3 separate regions of the Zea mays genome follow, and regions 1 and 2 are each linked to region 3. The links are chromatin contacts, called in public Hi-C maps. All regions are on one chromosome and are shown on one strand. The core of a region is the stretch at or near the end of the contact, and the rest is flanking DNA. Distances in the headings are between cores, read along the strand shown.

What was found. Hi-C and Micro-C count contacts between places; a contact is called where the count stands out from the background.
Region 1: a Hi-C map of tassel shows a contact between it and region 3, with 2.6 times the contacts expected there. The contact joins the promoter of LOC100272643 here to the enhancer-like site in region 3. A contact is called at or near these places in 2 of 25 Hi-C or Micro-C datasets (ear and tassel).
Region 2: a contact with region 3 is called in a Hi-C map of leaf, with 5 times the contacts expected there. The contact joins the promoter of LOC103652922 here to the enhancer-like site in region 3. A contact is called at or near these places in 3 of 25 Hi-C or Micro-C datasets (ear and leaf).

The regions. Positions count from the first base shown.
Region 1 is chr4:20,379,743-20,382,442 of Zm-B73-REFERENCE-NAM-5.0, forward strand. It overlaps LOC100272643, which reads right to left and starts at 1,307. Exons shown (of 7, transcript NM_001147102.1): 1 at 1,176-1,307; 2 at 814-1,062; 3 at 600-672. The coding sequence starts at 1,242.
Region 2 is chr4:21,009,804-21,012,726 of Zm-B73-REFERENCE-NAM-5.0, forward strand. LOC103652922 (putative pentatricopeptide repeat-containing protein At5g52630) reads right to left here and starts at 1,576. Exons shown (of 2, transcript XM_008679914.1): 1 at 1,375-1,576; 2 at 1-1,211. The coding sequence starts at 1,485.
Region 3 is chr4:20,678,774-20,681,591 of Zm-B73-REFERENCE-NAM-5.0, forward strand. No RefSeq gene overlaps it. Among protein-coding and RNA genes, the nearest start is that of LOC100217198, 76 kb to the left of the region's middle. Within about 2 kb of position 1,413, at least 15 of the 20 cell types and tissues checked have an H3K27ac peak or open chromatin away from gene starts, as enhancers often do. A contact at or near this core is called in ear, leaf and tassel, where this site is marked.

The DNA.
Region 1 (2,700 bases), core at 57-2,556, 300 kb before region 3:
AGCTCATCAAAGATCATACACTTACGGTTTATCTTAAAAGAGAATATTTTGTGCAATCAATCATGCAATCAAGTGATCTGGTGCATCTAATCAAAATCGAATGGTGGTTGCTATTGCTATTTTAGGTGGAATGAGTTAAATGTAAAATAGGTACTCCTTCCGTTCTTTTTTATTTGTCGCGGTTTAGTTAAAAAATGAACTAGCGGGCGACCAATATTCGAGAACGGAGGTAGTACTATGTTTCAAGTGAAGGAGTTAAGTGTCCTCCATTGTTACTAGAGGATTATCTACTTAAGTCTTCATTGCAGCCAATACTAATAGCATACATGATGTCTCATTTATCATCATTTTACAAAATGGCATATTTGCAGAGCTCATGGATAATCCAGTTACATCAGACATCTACCATCAAAAAATGAATTGAAGGATAATAGGATTACTGATATGTTGAGTGATCATACTCATTATGAAAAATGAGAAAAAGTTAAGCATCCTCAATGATAGCTTAGTTTGGCACTTCTGAGCTACGAACATATTTCAACTAAAAGGCAGAAACAGCATATGACGAACTAGCATTTCGACTGAAAAAAAAAACTCACCTCCCGACGCTCTCAGAAGGTTGGTAACTGCCACCATACGGATATGGCCCTTGAGGAACAATCGCCAACCCTTCTGCAGATGCAACCCACAACCCAGCACCAGCAGTTTCAACAAGACAACAACTCCTTCAGTTGGTGAAAAATCGGAAGGGAAAAAGGACGATTATGTGGAGGCCGGTGGGGGAGAAGCAGAGCACCGACGGCGGCAAATTACCATTTGGATGGGGAGACGGTGGGGCATGAGATGGGGACGGGGAGAGCATGGCGCTATGAATGGACGGCGGGTAAGCATAGGCGTTGTCGCCGTTGGGAGGTGGGCCCTGGAACGTGTGGAAGCCAGCGGCGGACCTGACCTCGTCGGCGCTCACCTCAGGCCCTTCCCAGCCCCCGCCACCGCCGCGCAGCACTGAAGAGGTGCTCCGGCCCAGGAACTGGTACTGTTGCTGCTGCGGGTCCGCCGCGGCTGCAGAAATGAGGTCCCACAGATGAGCTGATGACGGGATGGGATCGGGAGCAGATGATTTGAACGCCCGCGTCGGTGTTGACGACGGTGGCGGCGAATGGAGCGGAATCTACCTGGCGGGGTGGAGGAGAGGAGGGGGCGGCGTTGCTCCTCGCCGTCGCGCTCCTCCTCGACACCCATGGATCCAGGGACTGTGTTTGGTCGGGGGAGGACAGGGCCGGGATTACCGAGTCCAAAGACTCCGCTGCGCAAAAGGGCACAAGTGCACCGCGCGCCATCTGGTGAGTGGGTGTTAAATACTGAAGCAGCTTGCGATGGAGTCGTTGCGAAGGAAGCGAACTGTCAGGACCAAAACGAACGGAAAACCGACAGAAAGTACCTCTACCATTTCCTTTTTTTTTTAGGAAAATAGAAAGGAACCGGCAAGCCCGTCAGGCCGGAGCCAGAAACGGTTCGAAAATGAAAAGAGAAGGGCGTGAATAGCAAACTAGCGTGAGAATATGTTTAAATGCAAGACGACATTACACAATAAAGTTGAGCATTTGGTTTAAATAGTACTCCCGGTCCTAAGGCCATGTTTGGTTTCAATTAATCCTAGGCCTAAACTTTAGTTCCTACATGTTTGGTTCTAGGTTCTAGGCACTAAACAGATTCTAAAGTCATTAAATACAATGTCCAAAGACTTAAATGTCCTTAGAATATACTCATAATATTAGTTATCCATAAAAAAAGTAAGGGCAACATGATAATTATGAGCTTTTAGTCTCTTTTAGCACCTATGTGAAAGACTAAAAACTAAATCATTTTAGTATATATTTTAGTCCTAGTGTTTGGCAAAAAAGAGACTAAATGGGACTAAAAACTAGAGACTAATCTTTAGTCCCTCTAACCAAACACCCCCTAAAATATATTTTTCTAGACTTCATTTTCATCTTCAGGAGTAATGAAATGAACACCGTACTCCTGCTGATGCCATTCATTCAGATCAGCTGGATAGTTAGGCACTAGAGTATTGTATTAGCGAGGAGGCATGTTTAAACCCATGTGTGCTGCAAACTACCTCAAGTTGTCATTATGCTTTTGAGCCTTGCGACGCTGCTATGCAGTGTCAACGACGTGGCTGCGATAAATAGCGAACAACCCAGCAATACCTCAAGCTAGGCGCAACAAAGGACTAGGCCTCCTTCCGTGATCCCTACGTCGACCGCCGCGGTCCATCGGACCAGAAGCGATAGCAGCACAAGAGGAGGACTCATCGAGGGGAGGCTAAGGGGGTGGCTCATCGGAGGAAGCTAGATCGCTAGAGCCAGCTGGAGCCCGCTTTGACCCGCTGAAAGGAAAATGTGTCCTTATACCATTTCTATAATGTTTTGGTGATTAAGTGTTCAACACATAGTGAGTGAGTTGTTATGTGCTAAACAAATAAGAAGTGCAAATCATATAACAAGGTATGTTTCTAGACTTAGGGCCTGTTTGGCATGGCTCCAGAGCAAAACTCCAAGGAGGAGCTGACCAGAGTATGCCAAACACTCTAACTCCAGAGTTGTAAACTCTATGGAGTTTTTGGAGCTACAGTACAATTTTTTGGAGTACCTCTTTTGCTGCTCTGAAAACTCCAAAAAAGCAACCTAGTCATGG
Region 2 (2,923 bases), core at 326-2,825, 330 kb after region 3:
CACTTGTTATACATGTTTACCAGTGCGCTGTTCACAACGACATCTGACAGGAAACCAGTCTTTATCGTCTGTGCATGGATTTGCTCACCCTGCTCTAAGGCCATCATGGAACTACAGACAGACAGGATGCTTGAGAAGGTGAATAAATCAGGCTTCATTGCAGACCTCTTGAGGTTGCGGAAAACCTTTAGTGCCTGGAAACCTCTGGAACGAGCATGAAGATCATCCTTAGCGGTCTCCATGATCTGAGCGTAGCCCGAGATCATGGCGTTCCACGTGATGATACTGACATCATCCATCTCTTCAAAAAACCGCATGGCCTCATCGGTTTCACCCTTTCTCAAATAGAGGTACATCGTCGAGTTCTTTACTGGAATGTTTGTTTGGCACCCAATTTTGAAGCAGAAGGCTTGGACTTGCTTGCCTAGGTTAAGATCTAGCCTTGTACCACACAAGCTCATGACACTCGTCAAGGTAAACTCATTGGGAAGTACTCCATCCATAAGCATATCAAGGAACAGAGTCAGTCCAAGCTCCGTGTAGTTCTCGTCTTCAGCACAGGCAGATATCATTGTCGTCCATGTGATGACATTCTTATCAGGGACCATCCGGAAGGCCCTCATGGCAGATTCCAAGCTCCCAGACTTGGCATACATTCGACAGAGCGAGTTCCCTATGCTCGTTATGGAGAGAGCACGATACTTAATCGTGTATCCATGAACCTGGCTGCCAAGGTCAGCGTTGTTGGAAGCAGAGCACGCATTCAACATGGCACCCAGCGTGTAATGTGAGGGGTACCTCCCGGCCTCCAGCATCTCGACGAACACCTCGAGTGCCTCCAACAGTTGAGAGTTTACAGTGTAGCCTGTGATGAGCGCGGTCCACGTCACGACATTCTTCTCAGGCATTTGGTCGAAGAGGCTACGCGCGTCCTGGCTCGCCCCGCACCGCATGTAAGCATTGACGAGAGATGTGGCGACGAACATGTCCGCGCTGGTCCCCGTCTTGACCATGTGCCCGTGCAAGGCCCTGGCGCCGCCGAGGCTGCCGGTCTCGACGCACACGTGCAGCAGTGGCACGTACATCGCCGACTGCACCGTCTTCCCCTCCCTGAGCATGGCCATTGCTTCGCCGACGTCGAGAGGCCGCAGCGGCGCTTCCATGGTGCTGCCATTCTGCGCTGCTTGGATGCTCCTGCCATTCCAATTGTTCTGCAAAGGTGTAGAAAATGGGTGAGCCCATGGATACCCCGCCCGCAGTCCTAGCAACCGACTGTTCTGCAAGTGCAAATACGGCCGAACGAAGCAGAGAGCGTTCTTGAATTGGGTTTGAAGCGAGGACAAGGGACCAAGAGAAGAGCAGGGGTGCGGATACCTTATCGGCGGCGGAGACGGAGCTCGGTGGCGGCCTCCGGGAGTCAGCCCCGCCGGCAGCCGGGAAGCCCGAGGCGGCGACGGGGACGGCAACGGAAGGCACGGACGCCATTTGGCGGTGTCAGAGGGGATGATGAAGCGATAAGGCCCGCTCAGATGGAATTGCTGCTAGTGCTGCTCACTGCTCATCTCGAGGAGGGAGGGTGGGAAACGGCAAAAATAATTGATTCTGTAAATTCATGTTTTAAAGGGATCTAAAGACATAATTACTATTCATCATTTTTCATCTTGTTTAGTCTATATTTATACCCTTATTATACCTCTATATAAAATACCACTTCAAACTTTGCAACAGTCACCGAAACAAATACACCCAAAATCATCCCAACTTTGAAACCAAGGGACGATATTCGTCTAAATCTCTGCTTTCTTTTACTCACTCAAATCCAACGGTTTAGCTTCTTTAGATCATTCCTCCCTCATCAATTACGCCTCTCACAGGGTCGAGGGTGCCGAACCTGCAGCTGACAACATCATATGAGTTGGAGGTGGCGCCCGCAGCGTCAACCATCGAGTAGAGCGCGTTGGAGTGCAGCGTGGTGGACTTCAGGCTCGTCCCCCTGAAGTGCACATTGTTGCCGAGGGTGAGAACGTTGGGGAAGTCCCCGTCGACGGTGGTGACCTATGGCGCAGCATTGACGACGGTGTCGTCGTAGAGGCCAAAGTTGCCGACGAAGCATACGACAAGAGACGTCATGGATGGCGGTGTGGAGGGAGTCGAGCATGATGGGCTCATGGAAGAGGGACTTGGTGTCGACGGCTAGGGGCGTGTCCTGACCGAAGGAGATGAAGATGACGTCGTCGCCGTCGTGGATGGCAGACTTGAAAGCCCACGAGGACATCAACAATGGCGCACTCTGTCGACTAGCAGACCTTGTGACGCGACAATGAGGCCCATGCATATGCAGATGAAGCCCGACCTGAATTTACAGCTACAATCATTACCTTGATCATGATTTCTATCGTGATCTTGATCCCTATTTTGCCTAGGTGAGGTGTCTATGTAGATGAAGTATTATCAACCATAGTAATTCTAAGTCATGAGTTTATGTTAGGGATAGTAATTCTAAGTCATGAGTTTATGTTAGGGATGAAAGGGATACTACTTGTCGAGCATATCATCTATTATGTCTCACGAACGCTTGCTATCATAGCCTACGGTCGCTACCGTGGAGTCCTGTCATTGTTTGTTGTTCTAGCTATCCATGCTAATAAAATTGGTCACAATCATCCTGTGATTTATTATGTAATATATTTCTTTGTGTAGCATGAAAATGTCGTGCATACTGTTTTTGAGCTAAAGGCGAAAAACACATTCCTTTTTTCATGCTTCATAAAGAAAATCCCTTTTGTCAAAGGTCTTGCATAAGGAATATTGTTGCCGAAGTGACAGTATTAGACCCGAAGGTCTTGCCGCAGGTCTTGCATAAGGAATACCGTACCGTTTAAGAGCAAATGCTAGAGATGCAATATCTTTTATTTTGCCTTGC
Region 3 (2,818 bases), core at 163-2,662:
GTGATAGAAAGAAGTTTTGGAGTGTTGAAGATGAAGTTTAGGATTTTGTTGAACATGCAAAGATTTTCAGAGGACAAGCAAACTAGAATTATTGTTGCATGTATGGCTCTTCACAATTTTATTCGAGAGAGTAGAATTGCGGATCGAGAATTCGAAGCATGTGATGCCGATGAAAATTATAACCCAATGCCTAGTTCTGCAGCATCAATATGGCCAGAAGACGAACCTCTTGTTGAAGATGTCAACATGAATGCCTTCCGTGATGACTTAGCTCATGCTTTGTTTCATGGAGTGTAATTTTTTTAATATTAATTAAGGACTTGTATGTTCATATGGGACATCGCATTTGTATGCAGAAATTAAACTTATTGTGATTTGGATGTTTGATTTGTGAAAATAAATTTATTTGTGTTATTTGTGTGTGGGAGAAGCCACACAAGAGTTTGCCACACTAAATCCGGATAAGGAAAGATTTAAATGAGACAAATGATTATAAAATAGCATTTATTGTAAACTAGCCCTTGGATCCAAACACGTAGAGGGCTAGAGCTAGTTTGGGCTAGAGTTAGAGCTAGAAACTAGCTCTAGCTCTAGCCGGGCTTGAAGGATCCAAACAGGGCCAAAGTCAAGCATACAAGGGAAAATCTACTCTAAACTAGATGTAGGATAGGGTACCATATACCAGAACATGTATACACCCTATGTCTTATATGCTATTCTTCTTATTCCTTGTACATAATATGTTGATCCTTATTGCCGAAATAAATACTTTTGAGAGTTGGTATCACTAGTAGAAAAAGACTCAAAGCCTGCGGTGTGGTATATTTTTATAGGCGGATTCGGTTATCAACCGTCTGTGCTATTTTTAGTGGCGGTTTCTTAAGAAAACCGTCACTAGAAATCATAGATTTCTACATGAAAACCGCCTGTAGAAATCATTGTGCTCCTTCATATTTAAACCATGGTTGTTGGCTCCTTCATATTGGAGCACAAGGTTTCCCGGTTTCTATCATCATTGTGCTCCTTCATATTTAAATAGTAAAAATGCTAAAATTATATACAAATGAGGAGGATTTAAACCATGGTTGTTGGCTCTAAACCCACATTTACACCCCACCTAGCCAACAGGTTACACATGTCTTTGTGTTTTATATTATATACTTAAGCAAAAATGAAAATCTTAACAACGTACACACACTTTGCTAGTATAGTTCGAAGGTAGAGTTACATGATTTGATCACTTTACAAGATATGTTAGCTAATTTGTTAATAGAAGTGTAACAGCTAATATAACATGTCTTGGTAGGAGCCGACGTCTGAATCCTTTATGTTAGGTTTCTTGTCCACTATGTTTAATGGCGTGCCTCGATTTAGTGGGCCTCATCTTTGTTGGATCGATTCGGTCCATCAGGATAGTACTGGGCTGAAATAGACGATGGGGTTTCCTGCGTCTATATCACCGACCGAACTAATTTGACTCATTTTAATTTGACGTAAAATATAGCCCATCATATGAATAAAGCAGCCACGGCATTCCATACTGCAACCATCACTCCAGTATTTGAGTCTCATGTTATACTCCTCGGTCACCATCAGTCCAAGGCTTCACTCAAAGTGCAAGCGGACACACAGTAGTGTTCACGTGTCCTGGTAATACCTATACTAAGTTTTTTTTTTCCATTGACAGCAACAAGCAGTGCTGGGAGCAGACCAGCTACTGTGTGTGGAGAATGTCAAATTAAGAAGCAAGGATAGGTACATGGTATGCCTTTGAAGTGGAAAGTAGGCTGAGTGGCAAGCAAAGACAGTGAGAGAGGAAATAGAAGCACTAGCTAATCCACTAACTAATTAACTGTATATGGCAGAGAAAACACGAGGAAGAACACAAGGCAGATTGATGTGGAAAGTGCCGGCCATTGTTGGAAAAATCAGGCGGCACATGGTCCAATATGCATCTTTTGAAATATCTAGATCAGAGCGTGTCAGCGTGACTACTTTTATAGTTTCTAGATTGAAATGGACATTCTCAATCGTCAAAGAAGTGCCATGGTCGCCTGGTAGGGTGGCATTACGGGTTAGGGTACAATTCCCCTGGCGCAACAGGAAAATGAAAAACTTCTGTGGACCAAAATAATTTTCGTCGACTTTTAGGTTAACCTATAAAATTCGAATAATTTATATCGACCACGAAGCAACTAACGGAGATTAGCTAATTTTAGTCGGTTGTTATTAGATAGCAAATAAAAAATAGCTAATTTCGACTGACAAAAATCAACTAACGGAGGTTAGATCTTTAATTGTGTTGTCATCCGAAACACCAAAATCATAAGGGGCCTTTCAATCTCCCCTTTTTTGGTGATTGATGGCAACACAATTAAAACTTACAAAAGATATAAATTAAAGCACAATTTTGAATCATAAGCTATAGAATGCCCCCCTAAATATGTGCTTTCTCGAAAATCTCAACTTTGGTCTTAAATACCAATTTGCACATACTTAGGCTAAAGTGCGAAGCATTTCTGTTCTTAGCATCTGGGGGTGCATAGTGCCATAAATCAAACTGTGATGCTCATGACACACATATGCACTCATTACAACATGGAATCCTTAAAATACCAATTAATCATTAAACACCATAATGACACCAATTTAAACGACATTACACCAATTCAATACAATATAAATCAATCTATCAAGATACACCATAAAGATATCAATTGAAACCCTATTATCAATATATCAAGCATCGTTAACACCACTAATGTATTATGATCACAATATTGACAATAAGAGAGAGATAAGCAATATCAACACTAAA